Regions from separate parts of the Zea mays genome. Here region 1 is linked to region 2. Evidence: chromatin contacts called from public Hi-C data. All regions are on one chromosome and are shown on one strand. Each heading gives the region's core, a stretch centred on a gene start, on an enhancer-like site or on the middle of the called end of the contact. The rest is flanking DNA. Distances are from core to core; before and after follow the strand shown.

Evidence for each region. Hi-C and Micro-C count contacts between places; a contact is called where the count stands out from the background.
Region 1: a Hi-C map of ear shows a contact between it and region 2, with 2.1 times the contacts expected there. The contact joins the promoter of LOC100193029 here to the promoter of LOC542315 in region 2. A contact is called at or near these places in 2 of 25 Hi-C or Micro-C datasets (ear and tassel).

What each region holds. Positions count from the first base shown.
Region 1 is chr5:66,025,505-66,030,737 of Zm-B73-REFERENCE-NAM-5.0, forward strand. It overlaps LOC100193029, which reads left to right and starts at 3,714. Exons shown (of 13, transcript NM_001347132.1): 1 at 3,714-3,933; 2 at 5,083-5,233. The coding sequence starts at 3,811. It overlaps LOC103626480, which reads left to right. Exons shown (of 2, transcript XM_008646889.4): 2 at 1-1,391. The coding sequence ends at 1,073.
Region 2 is chr5:65,204,143-65,208,897 of Zm-B73-REFERENCE-NAM-5.0, forward strand. It overlaps LOC542315 (starch branching enzyme 1), which reads right to left and starts at 1,748. Exons shown (of 14, transcript NM_001111900.1): 1 at 1,623-1,748; 2 at 1,472-1,540; 3 at 885-1,092; 4 at 695-764; 5 at 109-375; 6 at 1-5. The coding sequence starts at 1,721. LOC103626470 reads right to left here. Exons shown (of 9, transcript NM_001368267.1): 7 at 4,227-4,488; 8 at 3,816-4,067; 9 at 3,209-3,713. The coding sequence ends at 3,378.

The DNA of each region.
Region 1 (5,233 bases), core at 2,464-4,963, 820 kb after region 2:
ACGCCGACCTCGCCGCCCGCCTCCGCGAGATGGCGCTCGCCGCCAACGCGTCGGCGTCCTCGCCCGAGGAGACGATCGAGGCGGCGAGGGCGGCCGCGCAGGCCGCCGCGGACGCCGCCGTTGCTGCGCGCGCCGTGGCCGCCGAGAAGGCCGCCGTCGCCGCGAAGGCTAGGGCGGCCGCGCGCGCCGCCATGGAGTTCATCGACTCCTTCTCTACCAGGGCCGGCGCGTCCAGGAACGGGAGCGGCCTCCAGTTCAAGATCAGGTCTAGGAAGAAGCATGTCCAGGTCAAGATGCTGTACAGGCCCAATGGAACCCTAGGGCCAGCGGAGGCTCCCAAGCCTAGGAGACGCAAGCAGTCGGATGAAGAGGTCCCGCACAATTTGCACCGCCTCATGAATAGCTCGCCGAGGATCTCTCACGCTGGACTGCCCAAGAGGCCTCGCACGACCGCTGCTGGGGATGCCAAAAATGGAGCTGTAGCACCCGGTGGAGGTAACGGCGCTGGTGTTTGTAACGGTTCTTCAGTTCAGGTGCCGACGGAGGCTGGCGGTTGGTTGGGTAATGGATGCTCTGAGGCGAAATCTCATGAGAGAACCGTTCCATTGCTCAACCACGAGGTCTCTGGTGAAGACTCATCCAGGCACGCCGCGAAGAGTAGCGGCGGCATTGCTGACAACGGAGTCGGGGTTGGGAACTCGAGTGCTGGTCAGAAAGTGAAGGTCAAGAGGAAGGAGCTGCTCCTGAATCAAAATACCGGTAAAGAAAGAGAAGAACCAGAAGAGGCCACACAAACAGAGCCCTTTGTACGTTCTATCACGCTCGATGAATCGAAACCAAACTCAAAAGGAAAAGGAAGGTCAAACCCAAATGGGAATGGAACAGAAAGGCTTGCAGGCCCTGCAGATACGAAGGGCCGTGGCGAAGGCGTGACGCCACCGAAGATAACTTCCGTATGGAAGATCAAGAAGCTGAAGACATCTCACTGCTCTTCCGACAGCAAGGTGCTGCACAAGGTCTGCGTGCCGCCTCCTACGGCGGCTGAGACCTCTGCTTCGGTGAAAGCTGATTAGCGAGGCACCATAGCGTATAGTTCGGCGGATGCATGTCTTAGCTACGCTTGTTGTGAGGTTTTTGTATGTTCAAGTTGCTACTCGGACGAGGAGGGAAAGCGGAGGTAAATCTCTCTTGGTAGATCTCACGTTTGCTTTGATTTTTCATACGAATGTGCTTGTTTTATGGTATATAGATTATTGGGTATTTCTACTGTACTGTTTCTGCCCCTGCTTCCATTTGATGTCACTAGTGGTAGGGAGTGTGGCATAATCATGTAGATGTACCTGCTATGCATACATCGTTTTAATAAATGGCACCATTGCTCTCAGATACTATTTTTTTTGCCTGTGTTTCTTGGTGTCCTTTACACTATCATGGTTAGTGCAGATATCTGTTAAATTATCAGGGGATTATGACAACAGGTAAGAAGTCCTATTTGCCTGTAACTACTAGTCGAGGTAATTGCTCTTTTCATGTACGAGCTAGAAAGAAATTGTTGTATAATTAATGTTATTAATAAGACCGAACATGACTGATGTGTGAGCCTCTGTTTTCGCTGCTTCTGAGTAGATTCCCAACTCCAGCATATGATGTTAGCATGCATGCTTCTGATTTGGTTCACTAGATTTTATGCCCAAAATATGATGGACTAGCATTCAGGTTCTTTGGATGATGTTACTTTTCCAGATCGTTTTTTATACCGATCACAATATTCATGGGTGGCTGAACATGGAAGGGCCATTGGAATTGCAAGATGTTAGATCCTATTTGTTTTCACATGTGAGTATATTTTGTGATGGTGATGAGTGATGACTACTGTCTTGAGGGCGCCCTGCATGTTGTGGCACCTGCACCATGTGTAACCAGATTACCAGAATTCAGTTGAGTGTTTGTCTGTGTTTGATGCCAGCACCATGGTGTGGCTGGAGAAGACACCATGCCTAGCTTAGCTAGTACCAGAATTCAGTTGACTTGTGATAACCTGGTGGTGATAGGAAAGTTGGGAGCAGCATGGGTACTGTTGCTGGTATGGCAAGCATGAGTGATGGTGGTGGACCTGGTGGCCACAGGTGCACCTAGATTTTTTCTCTCTTCTGCTGCTGCTGCTGGTGGATCTAGCACAGATGATGCATACTCCTACATGATTGCTACTCCCTCTGTCTGAACAAAATGACGTTCTAGTTTTCTCCAGGAAATTACAGATTATCTCATGTTTGACAAAAAAAACAAGACAAATTATCTTATGTTTGACCAAGTATTACGCTAAATTGAAGTGGAGCATGGATAAGATGTGGGATGCTGGCGCAATAATATACGACCAACGACCAGTGTTGCACGCAATAATATATATGTTAACGAAAAGATAATAATTTTTGTACGTATAATCTGGAATTGCCATCAAATAAACGAATCGCTTCCGCATAAGCAAAATAAAACACCTTACTCGATATGTTTAAGCCAAGCTGACAAAATCCACTAATGAACTGAAACTGAAGCTGCCCTCATGTAGGTTGAAATGCGAGGTGTATGAAGCGTCATATTAATCTAGGACAAAAGAAAAGAAAAGAAAAAAACGTGTTCATGTGGACAAAAACAAACGCCTCGGATCGAGTACCGTACGTACACCCACCGCGACATGTGCTTCTTTTCCTTTTCCCTTTTTGATTTGCAGAGACACTGTGGTAGTCTGTCCGCGGGTTGCTCACATGCGAGTTAAATTGACAACGCCAGTGGGTCCCAAAAACCACATGGATGGTGTTCTATCACCTCATCGTCGTTATATAATCTTTGTGAATTTCAGGTTAACTCTACTACTCCATCCGTCTGTATAATTTAGTTGTTTTGAATTTATCTTAAGTCAATCATTATTAACTTCGACCGGTTATATCGAAAAATTTTTTACAACATAAAAGTAAAGTTGTTAGACTTATCATGACTTGAACTGCCATAATATCTTATTCTTCTAGCATAAAATAATTTAATCTTATATATTGTTGGTTAAATTTAAAATAGCTTGACTTAGAACCAATCTAAAACGACTAAATCATGTGAAAACAGAGGGAGTATATAGTAGCTTTTAACTGTTAGTTACCGACGCACTGTTTGAGATGTCCCCCGCTCCGGAAATTTTGGTGGAGTTAGTGAAGCAAATTATTAGATGTTCTAGAAAATCATGGAGTTGGGAGTTGCAAACCCTTAAAAGACATCTAAATAAGTCATTCCTTCATATTTTTTAAAAACATTTAAATTTAGATTATAAACTACAACATGCTGGAACTTAGAGCAATCATAAACACCCACTAGCTTTGTGTTGTGTGTGTGAGAGATTAGGTGAAGCTCTCTCATCCCCACTACTAGTACTAGCACAGTCCATTGTACAGCTGTCAGCTATGGTACATACATACATTATCCCACAACCACCTCCAAGATGAACATTTTACACTTGAGTTTGGTTGTTAAAATCACTAACTCCCTCAAGAAGGCTGGTCGTCAGTTCGCCACCGTCAAGAGAGTAGAAGATGGTTAGCACTAAGCACTTGTACGGGCAGTTTTACAGAAAGGTCCCTGAGGTAGAAAACCAAGGCCAACACATCTCCGGACGGGACGGGCACAAGACAACCATCGGAGTCGGAGGCACCCGCACCGCACGCCGACCCGCGCACACTCCCCCGCGGCCGCGCCCCCGATCTCGCCGGGCCGGTGGCCCTCGCCGCCGGCGACACCCACCGCCCAATCGCCCACGCCCGGGGGGCGATGGAGGCGGCCTTCGACGCCTACTTCCGCGCCGCAGATCTGGACCGCGACGGCCGGATCAGCGGCCAGGAGGCCGTCGCCTTCTTCAAGGGCTCCGGCCTGCCCCAGCCCGTCCTCGCGCAGGTGGTCCTCAGATCTCCTCTCTCTCCTCCCCAGCGCCGCGCCGCTCCTACCACGGCGATCTGTGCAGTCCAGCCACCCCCCGTGCGGTTCGAATCGCAGGGTGCCTGGTCGGTGCGGCCTAGTTGCTCGGTCGGAATTTCGAGCTCCCTTGGGCTACGGGAGCCGAGATTCTGGATCCCGCGTTGCTCATTTTGGTTTATGGATGGATGTCGCTGTATCCCACTACTTCCCAAGGAATCAACCTTAAGTTACTTTTCAGTGCTCATGCTTAAATGTGTCCTGCTACTCCTGCCTTGATCCAGCTGTGTAATTAGGCACTCTAGCTCGCACTTTGCTTGTCATGTTTCTGTAATACCAAGGTTCGCTCATCCAAGCTTGGAACACCGAGTGGGGTTTCAACGGTTGTGCTTGCTTGCTTAGTACCAAGTGTCGGGAACCAAGGTTTAGGCCACAGATTGGGGCTTTCCATTTGAGCGCCATGAGCCTAATTTGCATTTAGGATCCAATCTGAGCGGAGTACAAGATTACGTTTAGCCCGTTCGTTGGACCCAGGGATGGATCCTAAACATCCGAATTATATGACAATTTTTATATCTTAACATATATATATATATATATATAAATATAATTTAGTGCTAAATTTTAGTCATGTTGTTAAGAATATTATAGAAGACAAGAATAAAATTTTGTATATATTTTTTTGCATTATTTTCTCACTACGATGTAAAAGGTGAAAAAACATTCGAATCCGAATTCATATCTGTATCCAAATTTTATATCAATTATTTAAAAATATATAGAACAATTTTGGGGTTTACTTTTTATGAATCTTAATTAGCTCATTGCTGAAAACAAGAATATAAATTTACATTCGTTCGCAATCGAAGAAAGAAGACCAAAAAATTAATATCTGAATAAGTATCTGGATCCATCCCTATTTGGACCCCAGCAGACCTGCACATTTCACTTCTGCTATCCGAATCTACTCTGCAATCAATCGTGGTTTATTTATTTATTTATTTATTTGCAAAATGCAATCTATTGGGATGCTGTTATTATTATTAGTAACTCAAACACTATTGAACTGCGCACACTTCATTTCTGTTTACTTCCACTCATAGCTTTGTATTTTTCTCTTCTCCGGTTCAGATTTGGACGTATGCTGATAAAAACCGGTCTGGTTTTCTTGGGCGTGAAGACTTCTTCAATGCACTCAAACTTGTCACAGTAGCTCAGAGCGGCCGAGAATTGACACCTGATATTGTTAGATCAGCATTATTCGGCCCAGCTGCTGCGAAAA
Region 2 (4,755 bases), core at 498-2,997:
TGTACCTGCAAACCAGAGGTAAAAGGTACTATAATTTTGTCATATATTTTTGTCTGCTAAGGTCTATTGCTTAAGTTTACAATGTGGTCCAGGACAGTAGAAAGAGACCTTTCAGAAGCAGGAGGATCCCAATGAACACCATCATAGGGAGCTCCAAATTTAGAGGCATCAACAGTCGCATAACGAATCAATGCTGGAATACGATCAACCCATACTCCACCATGTAGAAAGCGAAATTTAACCTTGGAATTGTGAGGGATGGCAGGTTTCCCTTTGACATGGTCAATTTTGATCGACCAAACACCAAATTTATCCTTCTCCATCTTATGGTTTGCACCATTCCAGTCATTGAAGTCACCAATAAGCTCTGCCTCCCTACACCCATGAGTAAAAAACTCAAGTCAAATGCATCAATCTATTAAAATAGTGGAAAGTATATTGTCATAAGAAGAAAACAGCATTATGTAATCACAGCAAGAAAAAAAATAGCCTCCTCAGCTAAGACATGACAGTCTTGCACAAGAATGAAATATCCGAACAGTTTTCTACTCCCAAACATTGATTACTCTCCTGTGTTTTAGCTGTTCTTTTTTTTTAATATAGTTACTATCAGACGATATCTCTTCACAAGCAAAATGGGAAAAAACGATACCCCGCCAGTACATCATGTTTGCATGACAACATTAGAACTTACTGCGCAGCAGGTGCCCATTCACGATATACAGTTCCATCCTCATTTGTATTAATCCCAAATTTCAAATAGCCTGAAAAAAATACAAAATCCGGAAATGTTGATGATGCAGATAATATTTTGCGGCATGGGCAGGTGCTATAAATATTGTGAAATGGTCCTTGTATTAGCATTTGAATGTATTAAGCCTAACCTTTAGAAAAAGATTCAAGACTTCCCTCATTTTCTTCAATTGATCCTTTCTGCTCTAGGAATCTTTTCATCCGGTACCTGAAATGGTCCTTGAATATCTCCAGCTTGGGGTCCAGGTCGTATATGGGGAGATGGTCGACATCGCCTTTGGCAGTTGCCATAGTTTTATCTTCTTGCACAGTAGCTGCAGTGGCGAATTTGCTCTTGACCTTGCACAGTGCGTTAAAGCCAGATTCAGAATTACACGAGCAATAGAAGCTAACACGTGAAAATGTAGTGAAGCTAATTAGCTGCTGCAGCAACCACAGAAATATCAAATATAGCACTTTATTTCAACTAATTATTATGTAATAAATGATTAGGATGGCTGAAGAAAACCAACCACCAAAATTTAAACAACTTCAGTTGAAATCTGAGATCCGCTAGACTTGGTAAAATGATTACTACTGATAACAAAGCACTAGAGCCAAATCCAAAGCGAGAGCGAGACCCAATCCACAAATTCCAGAGTTTTTTTTCTCTCTCCAAAACTACTACCAAATTCCATTTTGTCCGTAACAACGTGTTCTAATCTGGGGAAAGATCTACCTTCCGCACCCCTGACCGGCGAGCCTTGCACTGGACAGACAACACACTCAGGCGCACATTGCCGCCACCCTGCGAAACTATGAACCATCAGTACAGAAGAAAAAAAAGCAAAAGTAGTAAATCCACCAGCCCCCGGATCGCCGCAGCTTACCGCGATCCCCGGCGGTGCCGCCCGATCAGCATGCGAGCGAGAGCGCCGCGGCGGCGGAAGCGGAGTCGGCGAGGAAGAGGGCGACACGAGGCACAGCATTGTGACGGCGTGTGAGTCCCATCTCGTCAGCAATCCAAGTGCCTGCCGCTTTATATCGGGTGCCGGACTGGAGCTGGCTTGGCGTCTTCCTCCCTATCCTCCCCCCTCGCAATGAAAGCGTGATTTTTTTCGCTTGGTCTCCTCACCTTTCTTCCCCGTCGCAATCTGCCGCTGCGACAAGGAGGGGGCCATGGCAGTGGCACATGACCCTGAGCCGGATCTGTGGGCCCGGAATGGCCGGGCGTGCCACGTGGGCGGACACGAACAACCGTGGAGCTGGTTCTGGGCCGATTGGCCTTTGGGCTTGCACGCTTCCCGGTTTGCCTTTTTTTATTTTATGTTGTTAATCTCTACTGTTTAAAGCATATGTTTCATGTGTCCTGCTTATAGGTTTATTTATCTCCCTCATTTTTCGCCTAACAATAATCCTAATAGTTTGTTTGACCATAGATAGGTCGTTACAACACAGATGAGCCGTGAGAAACCAGTCAAACCCAATAACACGATGCAGCGCTCTCACTGTCCACCTCACTAACCGAAAGAGGATGAACGATCAAATGAGTTATAATATTTGTTTTTAGCAGTTTAATATATGGTGTGGACCATATGTTTATTTTAATATTAAATTTATTTTTTATAGGTATTAAATATGATTGTGTGTTGTAGCAAGACATGGATATTATACTAGCGGTAAAAAAAATAGCACAAAAAATGTATTTTTTGTGTACATATACATAGCTATAGCATATAGCATAGCTATGGCTTGTGCAGATTTATCATCATCATTATTGCAAGTTGCAACTAGTAGTACCACTAAATAGCTTTTTCTTCTTTTTTTCTGATGTGCTTTTTGTGTAGCTTTTCTAACAAATTAAAGTGATGAATGAACATGCGGAGTCATCTGCATCGTCAGACAGCTCTAGCCGTTGTCAATCAGACAAACTTACCTGTGGTTTTTTCTTGGGGTTCCTTGCAGTGTAGAGCTCATCTTGCACTTCACATATTGCGTGAGACAACCGTCTTCACTTTATATATAACTGAAAAGTGAAAAATCAAATGGCCATCTTCAGTGATCAGGATCCACAAGGAAACAAGGAATTGGAAAGATAGATGAGAGTGCTTTCTCAAGGAACTCTCGAAGTCCATCCATAGCAGCAAAAGGAACGTAAAAAGGTGTTCTGCTCTTCTGGTACCCGTGTGACAACGGCCTTAGAATGAACAGTGAAAATAGTGATATAATAACGGCAAAGCATGAAACAGAGCAAATAGAGTGGCACGGCATCTCAGGCCTCAACTTCTGAAACATCTATCTATTCTTCTGGTATGCATGACTAGTTCTAGTCTGTACTTGAGTACTTTACAAATTACAAGTGATGCTGGAGGGACCTCAGAACAGGCACATTGCTTCCTTCCAGCATTTGCTCTAAGTAGGCCTGACATCTCAAATACAGGATCAAGGCCTCAGCAGCCGAAATGGTCAGCCGAAAGAATCAACAGACAACAACCTGATTGCTCATCTCGATTTAGTCACGCTACAACATATCATTGCTAGAGACCTCGTCTTACGCTCAGAACCCACTGGCCCGGTTATCGCACATCACCACAGGCCAACTCCTGTGACATTTACATAGTATCTCCACAGATTGCTCCTAGCTGTCACTCCCTAGTAATCCATCTGTTCCCTCGGATCTCAAACCCGCCTAGGCCATGGTCGCTGCTCTCCCCACCGCTCTCTGCGCTTGCATAGCCTGATTTCCTGCGCTGCCTCCGTGCTTTCTTTGGACCGCTGTTGTCACTCAAGCTTCCGTTCAGGAGCGGATCATCAATCCCACTGATGACCCTGGTCAAGGATGTTGGTGAACTGATGCAGCTATCATCATTCGTTTTCCTCTTTCCCTTCTCACGCTTTTTGATGTTCTCGGATATCATGTGCAGCTTTTCATTGATGGGTTCCACAGCATGGTTCACGGTAAACTTCAAGTCATTCACAATCTGCAAGATTGGTCGGGTGAGATTTCACTTTAGCTGACATAGGGAAAACATTAGTAATTTCGAGTAAAACAGATGAAGGTATATGAGCATCTGTCCCCTTACGTATTCACCGCCCCCAAGTACGACATCACGGACGCTTTCTTTTATGGCAGTGGAACACCTAACATGATCATCTGGCTGGGGGAGCCTAAACTTGGTTGGGCGCTCACTATCCTTGACTTCATCGGGGTCTAGAGGGCAGTCGACAGAAGCATAATCTCCAAGAACTGAAACATCTCCAACAAAACAATCACCAATTAGCTCGTATGGCTTCGCAGGGAAGACATACAGGTGGGCAACGGCAGCAACACCCATCTGCACACAGTACAGAAGACTGTTAGTGTACACTTCAAATGCAAGCATGCATAAATATTGACCTACAGAACATGCCCTCTTCAAACTACTAACAGCAAAGGTTCCCATACAGACAAATGCTGAATAATATACTGAAAACGTATAATAGTAGTTAACCACCTCTATGCAGATAATAAAGTCTTGGATACTTGACTTGAACTGCAATTCTTGAGCAATAGGGCCTCTCAACGAACCCCAGTTGAAGAGCAGTGCAATTGCTATACCTTGCCACCATGTTAAGAACACAATAGACTTGAATGTCAGAAACTTTGCAAGAGGCTTTATATGAGCTAACTCATCCTTTATCACAGCATAGAACTGAACGAGACAGTATAAGGCCCATGACTGACTGAAATTGAGAACCACAGCCGTGTAAGAGTACCTGGTAGGCAAGTAAATACTTCAGTAATGGGAAGACAACGATTGTTTAATTCCTATGTCATCAAATGCATGAGCAAGTTCACAGTGCGCTGCAACATAATATAATATGCAGACATACTAGAGATGGAAAAAGAACAGCAAACCGCTTATGCTTTCAAAAAGTGTGCAACTTAACAAAACAATACTGAGCTATATATAGTATCCCAATAAAGAGGCATCTAAAGAAAAAAGTACAATACAGGATAAAAAGGAGGGTGATAACCAACAT